Regions from separate parts of the Mus musculus genome. Here all the other regions are linked to region 2. The links are chromatin contacts, called in public HiChIP or PLAC-seq maps. All regions are on one chromosome and are shown on one strand. Each heading gives the region's core, a stretch centred on a gene start, on an enhancer-like site or on the middle of the called end of the contact. The rest is flanking DNA. Distances are from core to core; before and after follow the strand shown. Region 1 holds the start of Fam241a (family with sequence similarity 241, member A). Region 2 has its middle 7.8 kb from the start of Gm35585. Region 3 holds the start of 9830132P13Rik (RIKEN cDNA 9830132P13 gene).

Region 1 (2,700 bases), core at 97-2,596, 43 kb before region 2:
GGATTAAAGGAAAGCAAAACCATTCGTTGTTTTACTTTCATGCCCCCCAGTTTACCCTTATATGATGGGCTAGCAAGAAAAAAGAAAAAGAAACTCGATTTCTCTCTCTTACCAGTCGCTGAGAATTTTTAAACCATTTCTAGAAATGCACACTACGGCAGAGAGACCAGGAAATGAGCCCAGGGCTCCCACAAGCCACACACACTAGGAAGCAGAGAGAAATAGGCATGGTCACTCAGAGATGCTTAGGGAGAGGAGGCAAAAGGGGAGGAACAAGCGACAGAGAGCCTGCATTCCTTCCTAGGCACAAGCAGCCAACAGCACACCCAGGCACAGCTGAGCGCCCGCTGCAGCTGGTATGGAGGGATACTGTGTGTTTGGGTGGTCTTTCACACTCCCAGAACCTCTTACATGTGCCCACACCTTCATGCACACAGCTCCCTCTCATATGAGCTTCTTATTCTCAGTTGCCCTCTTCTGTATACCTACATCCTCACACAAACTTTCAACACCTATGATCTCCCACACTGTCCTGTCACAAAAGACTCTGGTATACAGTCTTCCACAATCTGTTGTGTACAGGCACACAATTAGACACAGGCTTTTATAATACTCTATCAGACAGGGTCTCATGCATCTAATGGTCTTTTTCATATAATCTCCTGTAAGCACTTGGTTACAGTCTGTTACAATGTTTCTTACACACACTTTCTCACAACACATAACTTCCTCCTCCTCCTCCTCCTTCTCTCTCTCTCTCTCTCTCTCTCTCACACACACACACACACACACACACTAAACACAACATCTAAGTGTGTGTATGTGTGTGTGTGTATAGTTACTCACACACAATCACACATGGGCTCTCACATGCATTAAAAACCTGTCAGATACAATCTCCCTCATGCACCTATGGCCGATTTCATACATAATCTCCCTCATGTAGTCTGTTACAGTGTTCCTCACCTCTGACACTCTCTCTCTTCCTCTCTCTCTGTCTTTTACACATACACACACACACACACACACACACACACACACACCACAGGATATCTGTCTGTTGTGTACAGATAGTTACAGATACACAATTTCACAGATGTCATATACTTTAATAGGTGTCAGACACATACAACCTCCCTCAGGAGCCTATGGCCTCATTCATAGTTTCATGCACTAACTGGAATAATGCTACACCTCCCTTGGTTCCGCCCCTCCCTGGCCCCGCCCCTCCCAGTACCCTGCCCAACCCACCAGGTCCCGCCTTCATTGGGCCGCGGTCCGCTATGGCCCCGCCCCTCCTCCCGCCCCCGCCCCCGGGGTTCCGCCCCCGAGCTGGGGGTGGGGCGAGCGGCTGACAGGAGGGGCGGGCGGCTCCTGCACTTCTGGCCCCCAGGCCGGCGGGCGCGCTTCTAAGGATTCCCGTGTGCGTCGGGAGTCCCGGTGTGGCCAGCGGCAGCCGTGCGGGCGGCCGGAGTCGGCGGTGGGATGTGCTCGGCCAGGAAGCTGCTGCGGGGCGGCGCCGGCAGCGCCGGCGGGGAGTGCGACGAGGACGGGGCGGCGCCGGCCGGGCGGGTTGAGGAGCCGGAGCACGGGGCGAGCCCGCGGCGCCGGCGGCCGCAGGACGAGGGCGAGCAGGTGAGCGCGGGCGCGCGGGCCGCGGGGTGGCGGCTGGGCACGCGGCGAGCGGTTGACGGGCGGGGCCGGGCTCGGTGGAAATGCCCTCCGGAGCCTCACCTCAAAACCACCCGGCAACTTGCGCTACGTGGGCGCGCCGTGCGCTCGAATTCCGAGCACTGCACGCGCCCTGGACGGGGTGGGCGGACGGCCCGCACAGAGGATCGGGAAGCACGGGTCGGTGCCTAGGTGACACCGGGACTCTCCCAGAGCAAGTTTCACAGCACCACCGAGCAGAGCTGAACTTCATTTTAGAAGTGGAAAGGAAAAAAAAAAAAAGAAAATTGCCTGCTGTGAGCACCAAAGGGAAGGAAGCTTTAGTAACAGACATAATAAGGAAACTGGGTACTTTTAAAGTTCTCAGAATTGGATATCATTGAGAAGACTAAGGGAAATTATAACATCAGATATCTGTAAGACTAGACTAGCAGTTGAATGTAAAGATGGAGTTCTACGTGGGACGATTTTTTTTTTTTTTTTTTTACAGGCAGTACAGTAATTAGCTACTCAAAAATCCCCCAGATACAAAGACCTTTAGAAATCACATAAGTAAGCCTAGACTTCTGGAATCATCAGTTAATAATACCTGTAACTTGTCCTCTAATATCACTAAGTACATTAATAACTAAATACATTAATAAAACCCATTACTTAAGAAACAAAAATAATGCTAATGTGGGCTTGATCACCGTGTAGACAGTAATTATTCATCTATGTGACAATATAGGAGCCAGTGACTGAAGCAAATAAATTGGTAGCTAGGAGATCTTGCTGGTGCCCTTGCGGGCGGTGTTCTTACCAAACTGTACCATGCATGTCTCAATAGAGAAGGTCTTGATTTCCTCTTACTCTTGCTCAACTGGAAAACACAGCCAGCAACTAAAACTCCCTTTCCAAAAGTAAATGTGCAAATGGTTGTAATGGCATATGTGAAATCCTTCCCTTAACCATCTCTGGACCTTAGCAATACAATGACATGGACAGCGCCAGGAACTCTAGTCTTACTGATATTGTTACTAGAACAAG
Region 2 (2,700 bases), core at 124-2,623:
CTGAATGGAAAATGTCAGGAAATTGAGAAAGAAAATTTAAAGTTTTTAGAATTGAATGAAAATGAAAACCCAACATCCCCACACATATGGAACACAATGAAGGATGTTCTAAGAGGCTAGTTCATAGCACTAAGTGCTTATAAAAAAATATTGGAGAGATCTCATATTAGTAACTTAATAGCATGCTTGAAAACTCTAGAACAAAAAGTAGAAATCGCATCCTCAAGGAGCAGACAGCAAGAAATAATCAAACTTGGGGCTGAAATCAATAAACTAGAGACAATCGATGAAACAAATGGTTGGTTGAAAAAAAATCAGTAAGCTTGATAAACATCTAGTCAGATTAACTAAAAGGTGGAGAGAGAAGATCCAGATTAGTAAAATTAGAGACAAACATGGGGAAACAACAGCAGAAAGAAAATATCAACAATTGGGACCCATCTGGTGCCCAGCAAATTTGGGCTTTGGAATGCAGGACACTCCCGGATTCTGAGGAGGAGGAAAAGAAGGAGGAGAAGGGGGAAGACGAGGAAGAGGAAGAGGAAGAGATGGCTGCCTTCAGGATTCCAGGGACTGACTCTCGGTAGAACTAGGGCCCTGTGCTCGAAGCTACTGCCTCTGGCAAGGGAAGAGATCTTCCTAAACTACTGCTGGCAGAGGGAACTCAACCCTGTCTAGGTCTCCAAGATGCTACACACTGCAGTCAGCAACTGCTGTGGCCGTTTCCAGCCTGCAGACAGAAGTCCATACAGAACACTTCAGAGACATGCTGCTCTGGAGGTCATCGCATGGTAATCCTCTAATTCTCTGCTGGGGACAACCCTGATGCCTTCTAGAACACTGACAGGGAATACTTCTTAGAGCTGTAGCTAGCACACAGTCTTTGCCTGGATTGGATTTCAAACCTACTTCGTTTCAATCACAAAAGAGGCAGGAATGCAAAAGAACCCCGTTGAGAATAGCAGTCTGTATCCACCAGCTGCCTCGCTACAGCAGCCTAATCTTTAACAGAGGTGTCAAAAACACGCAGTAAGAAAAAGGACAGCATCCTCAACACATGCTTCTGGTAACACTGCACGGAGTTCCAGTGCTTGTAACAGAACTAAGCTTTCGACCTGTACAAAACCTCAATTCACAATGTATCAAAGGCCTTAATTAGACCTGCAGCTCTGGGCCCTGCGCAGCCAGGTCAAGTGTCCTGCCTCTCTGGTGCTCCTCTAGCCCAAGGCTTTCCTGGTGTAATGGCCACCATCCATAGCCTCAGCCGTACTGCCGTTCCTCGTATGCAACCTTTTAATACACCAAGAAGCCTTTCTTGTTGGGAAGAATCTGTTTCTGGCTGACTGTCAAACTGAACGCTGGTCCTCAGAGGCGACATGGCTCCCCCTTTTGGCTGAACAGAGCACAGCTAATCTTACTCGTGTCAGCATAGCCTGTAAGGCTTGGTCTGACCTAAGGATGCACTCTAGTTTTTATTATAGGCCTAGAGTTTTAGTCTTCTTTAAAAGGCAAATAATTTGGGCTTGCCTGAAGTACTTAGAGAGTTTTTAGTAAAACATTGTAACAAATGTATATATTATTATAAATTATTAAGATTAGTTTGCGGTGGGAAGTTTGTGCCATGCTGTGTTGGGTGTGTGTGTGTGTGTGTGTGTGTGTGTGTGTGTGTGTGTGTGTGTGATTGTGTGAGGCTGAAGCTTTTGCTGTGGCATACATATCAGAGGACAAGTCTGTGAAGTGAGTTTTCTCCTTCCACGTTTATGGGTGTCCTGGGGAGTAACCTGGGGTCACTAGGCTTACACGATAAACACTTTACCAACTGAGCCATCTCACTGCTCCCAACACATTTTTTTTTAATAAGATGTAAAATTTTGAATACAGATTTTAAGACAACTTGATTGATGTCTTATCAAAACACTTGAAAGGCTCTGTATAAGGAGGGAAGACAGATGGCGACTGTTTTCTATAACAGCTGCCATTTTCCGTCTTCCTTACTGGGGAAGTCGCCTTAGAAAGCAGAGCAGCCTTTGCTGCCTCAGCAATAAATGCACGAGAGTGAGCCATATCCGTAAAGGGCCAGACGGTTAACATCTTCACAAGTCATGCGACTTCTGATGCAGTTTTTAAAATCCTTGGGGGGGGGGGCGGGAATGAAGTCAGACCAATTGGGAAGAGATGACCATTGTTCCACTCCAGCAAAACTGCTTTTGAACACTGAAATTTAAATCTGTTATAGTTCACTGAATCTTGATAGATATTAGTATATTTATTTCTTCTTCTTCTCATCCTCCTTTTTTCCCCCCAAAATAAACCTTATAGTTTTTGAGCTATGCAGAGTGTGTGGTGAGCTAGACAGCCAGGGAGCAGAGCTGGCAAGCCTGCTTGAGTCTGCGCCTCGCCTCCCACTTGGCTGTACATCCTCAACTCCAGCCACATTTCCAGTTCATCCTGCAGTGAACATCCCGAAGCACCTCAAACCAAAGCCATTTGAAATGAACTCATGACACATGTCTCATCCTGGCCATCTGCCTGCCTGTCGAAAGCCACTGTTTCTGCTTATTGCACATTATCCCCGTCATCCGGGCTTGACAGTTAGAACTCCTGCTCCTCTGACTCAGGATCCTTGTGGATCCTTGTGGATCTAGCTCTGGCTCTGACATTGGTTCCCCCTCAGTGCGTCCAGCATGGCTGTTGGCTAAT
Region 3 (2,700 bases), core at 163-2,662, 63 kb before region 2:
CAAATAAAGGACATGTGAATTAAACAAAAAGAATGTAAAAGACAGCCTACAAATGAGAGAAAATACTTATGTGTCTGATAAAGTATGCGTATCCAGAAAATACAAGGAACTTTCTCAAATGACCAATCAAAACTCCAGTCTTAGACTAGGCAGGGCTTGGGATGGCTCAGAGGTAGAGCACTTTTGACATATCTTTAAGGGAGACTGGAGAAAAAGTAAAATGGCAAGTTACTTTGGAAAAGAACCTAGTAACTTTGCCAAACCTTAACATATAATACCATTCCTAAGTTTATGCTACAAAAAAATTAAAAATATATGTATGCAAAGAAACTACTTAAATGTAGTTTCATTAGCAACATTATTCACTATAGCCAAAAAAGCAGAAATAACTCAAATCTCGATTAATTTGAGAAACTAGACCAAACACTGTATATTCATGCTATGAAATATGGCTCTGCAGTCATGGCCTCAAGCAACAAGAAGTCAAAAATTCATCTGAAAAATTCTGAAAGAGAAAAATTCATCTGGACTGAGCATAACAGCTTTTATTTTCTTGTCACTATTCCGTCAAGAGGATAGCTATTAACATATTATTTACATTGTCCTGGATATTTCAAGGAACCTAGAAATCATTTCAGGAGGAGGCACCTAGGTTATACAAAGGCAAATGCTAAAGCACTTCTACTTATTGGTTAGGTTTTTGCTCATCATTTTGGTCTTTTGAGACAGTCTGACTATATAGTCGAGGCTGGTCCCAAACTTGCCACCTTCCTGCCTTAGCTCCTGAGAGTTAGGATTACAGGAGCTCACCATCACACCCAGCTCTCAACATTTGTTTGTTTGATACAAAAAACTTAAATATTTGAGGATTCAGTCATCCAAGGGGGCTCCCGAAACCAGTCACTCATAGTTAACAAGGAACAACTAGACATATAAGACTATGTAAAAAATTAAAGTACTGTTGCTAAAATCTCTTCCCTGTGCTAACAGAAATAGCATCTACACCTCTTCCTAAGGTTCCAACAGCAAACTGAAGTATGGTTCCACAAAAGTTCACCCAGGCTGGGCAGTGGTGACACATGCTTTTAATCCCAGCACTTGAGAGGTAGAGGCAGGCAGATTTCTGAGTTCAAGACCAGCCTGGTCTACAGAGTGAGTTCCAGGACAGCCAGAGCTACACAGAGAAACCCTGTCTTGAAACCTGTCTTAGTTAGGGTTTTACTGCTGTGAACAGACACCATGACCAAGGCAAGTCTTATTAAAAACAACAACAACATTTAATTGGGGCTGGCTTACAAATTCAGAGGTTCAGTCCATTACCAACAAGGTGGGAGCAATTAAGGCATCCAGGCAGGCATGGTGCAAGAGGTGCTGAGTGTTCTACATCTTCATCCAGAGGCTGCTAGTAGAAGACTGACTTCCAGGCAACTAGGGTGAGGATCTTATGCCCACACCCACAGTGACACACCTACTCCAACCAGGTCACACCCATTCCAACAAGGCCACACCTCCAAATGGTGCCACTCCCTGGTCCAAGAATATACAAACCATCGCAAAACACACACCCCCCCCCAAAAAAAAATTCACCCAGGAGAACTAGGGAGTTTATTAAACCTATGTACAAAGCAATGGGTGAGAAGCTATGGTCCAAAGCACCCATACTGGAACACCAGCATCGAGCAGGGATGATGACTGTATGGATGAAGCCCCACCCCCTCCACATCTTCCACACCTATATCTGCCCATCCCACAAGACCATATGCAATAAGGTAAAAATTCTACACAGCTGGTAGGGATAAGTGGGTGAATACTCAGGCGAGGGTCCTCTGACTTTGCTCATCTTCCCTCATCCTATAGGAGGAAAGGAAAACACTCAACAAGCCCAGCTATTGATCTTTGCAAGCAAGCCCAGCAGAGCACTGGGAGATGGCAGCAGTTGGACTTGAAGGAAAGTCTTGAACTAAAAGTAAGGATACGTGCTAGAACATGAATAAATGTTACTCTAAGTGAAATAAGACATACAACGAAGTCTGACTAGTGTATGACTCTATTCATATAAATTCCCCAAATAGGCAAATCCATAAAGTCCAAAGAAATGACTGGCTGTCAGGGACTTGGGGCTGAGAGAGTAGAAATGATAGGTGTGGGTTTGGAGGGGGGAGGAATGAGGCTGCCATGGGGTGGGAAGAAACACTGTGTGCACAGCTTACTAAAAGTCATCGAGCTGCGAGCTTTCAAGAAGGCCATTACAGTGGCTAAAGGATAGCCGCAGAAAGCTGTAGGTAGGAAATTTGATCCACAATTTTGATGCTTACTGCCATTTCCTGCTTCCTTTCCAAGGTGTTACATAAAAAAAATTTTTTTTTTCAGGAAAATGGAATGTAATAATCTCTGGCCTCAAGTCTGACATGTTCTTATTAAAATTTCTAATTCCAGTTATTGGTTGTCATGAACCTTGACAGATCATAAAACCAGTGAAATAGTGGAGAAGCTGGAGGGTGGGATGCCAGAAGGGCAGAGGATGCTTAAACTGCCTCTCCTAGAGCTTCCAGCATCTGAGACAGGGCAGCTGGGAAGTAAGACCAACGTCAATCGCCATGTTCTGATTATTTGTCCACCCCCAAATTAGCATTCAAACAAAATTCCCAAAGACCAATCAGGATTAAATAAAGGAAGAATAATTCTAGTGATTATACCTTA

The links. HiChIP or PLAC-seq counts read pairs in DNA pulled down with a chosen protein or histone mark.
Region 1: a contact with region 2 is called in a BATF HiChIP or PLAC-seq map of CD8 T cells, with 22 read pairs. The contact joins the promoter of Fam241a here to the enhancer-like site in region 2. A contact is called at or near these places in 3 of 39 promoter capture datasets (the C10 cell line, fetal liver and pre-B cells), 3 of 15 datasets of contacts at CTCF or cohesin (CD8 T cells, the G1E-ER4 cell line and pro-B cells), 49 of 484 Hi-C or Micro-C datasets (the 3T3-L1 cell line, 3T3-L1-derived adipocytes, the 63-12 cell line and 36 more), 14 of 115 datasets of contacts at active chromatin or transcription factors (CD8 T cells, the SCID.adh cell line, astrocytes and 8 more) and 3 of 9 other capture datasets (adipose tissue, liver and pancreatic islet).
Region 3: a contact with region 2 is called in a BATF HiChIP or PLAC-seq map of CD8 T cells, with 5 read pairs. The contact joins the promoter of 9830132P13Rik here to the enhancer-like site in region 2. A contact is called at or near these places in 2 of 15 datasets of contacts at CTCF or cohesin (CD8 T cells and pro-B cells), 12 of 484 Hi-C or Micro-C datasets (CD4 T cells, CD8 T cells, CD8 central memory T cells and 8 more), 6 of 115 datasets of contacts at active chromatin or transcription factors (CD8 T cells, bone marrow-derived macrophages, embryonic stem cells and 2 more) and 2 of 9 other capture datasets (adipose tissue and embryonic stem cells).

Annotation. Positions count from the first base shown.
Region 1 is chr3:127,894,969-127,897,668 of GRCm38.p6, reverse strand. Fam241a (family with sequence similarity 241, member A) reads left to right here and starts at 1,346. Exons shown (of 2, transcript NM_027482.3): 1 at 1,346-1,635. The coding sequence starts at 1,486.
Region 2 is chr3:127,852,209-127,854,908 of GRCm38.p6, reverse strand. No RefSeq gene overlaps it. Among named protein-coding and RNA genes, the nearest start is that of Gm35585, 7.8 kb to the left of the region's middle. Within about 2 kb of position 1,373, at least 32 of the 459 cell types and tissues checked have an H3K27ac peak or open chromatin away from gene starts, as enhancers often do. A contact at or near this core is called in CD8 T cells, cortical neurons, forebrain and 3 more, where this site is marked.
Region 3 is chr3:127,914,883-127,917,582 of GRCm38.p6, reverse strand. 9830132P13Rik (RIKEN cDNA 9830132P13 gene) reads right to left here and starts at 1,412. Exons shown (of 5, transcript NR_040552.1): 1 at 1,297-1,412.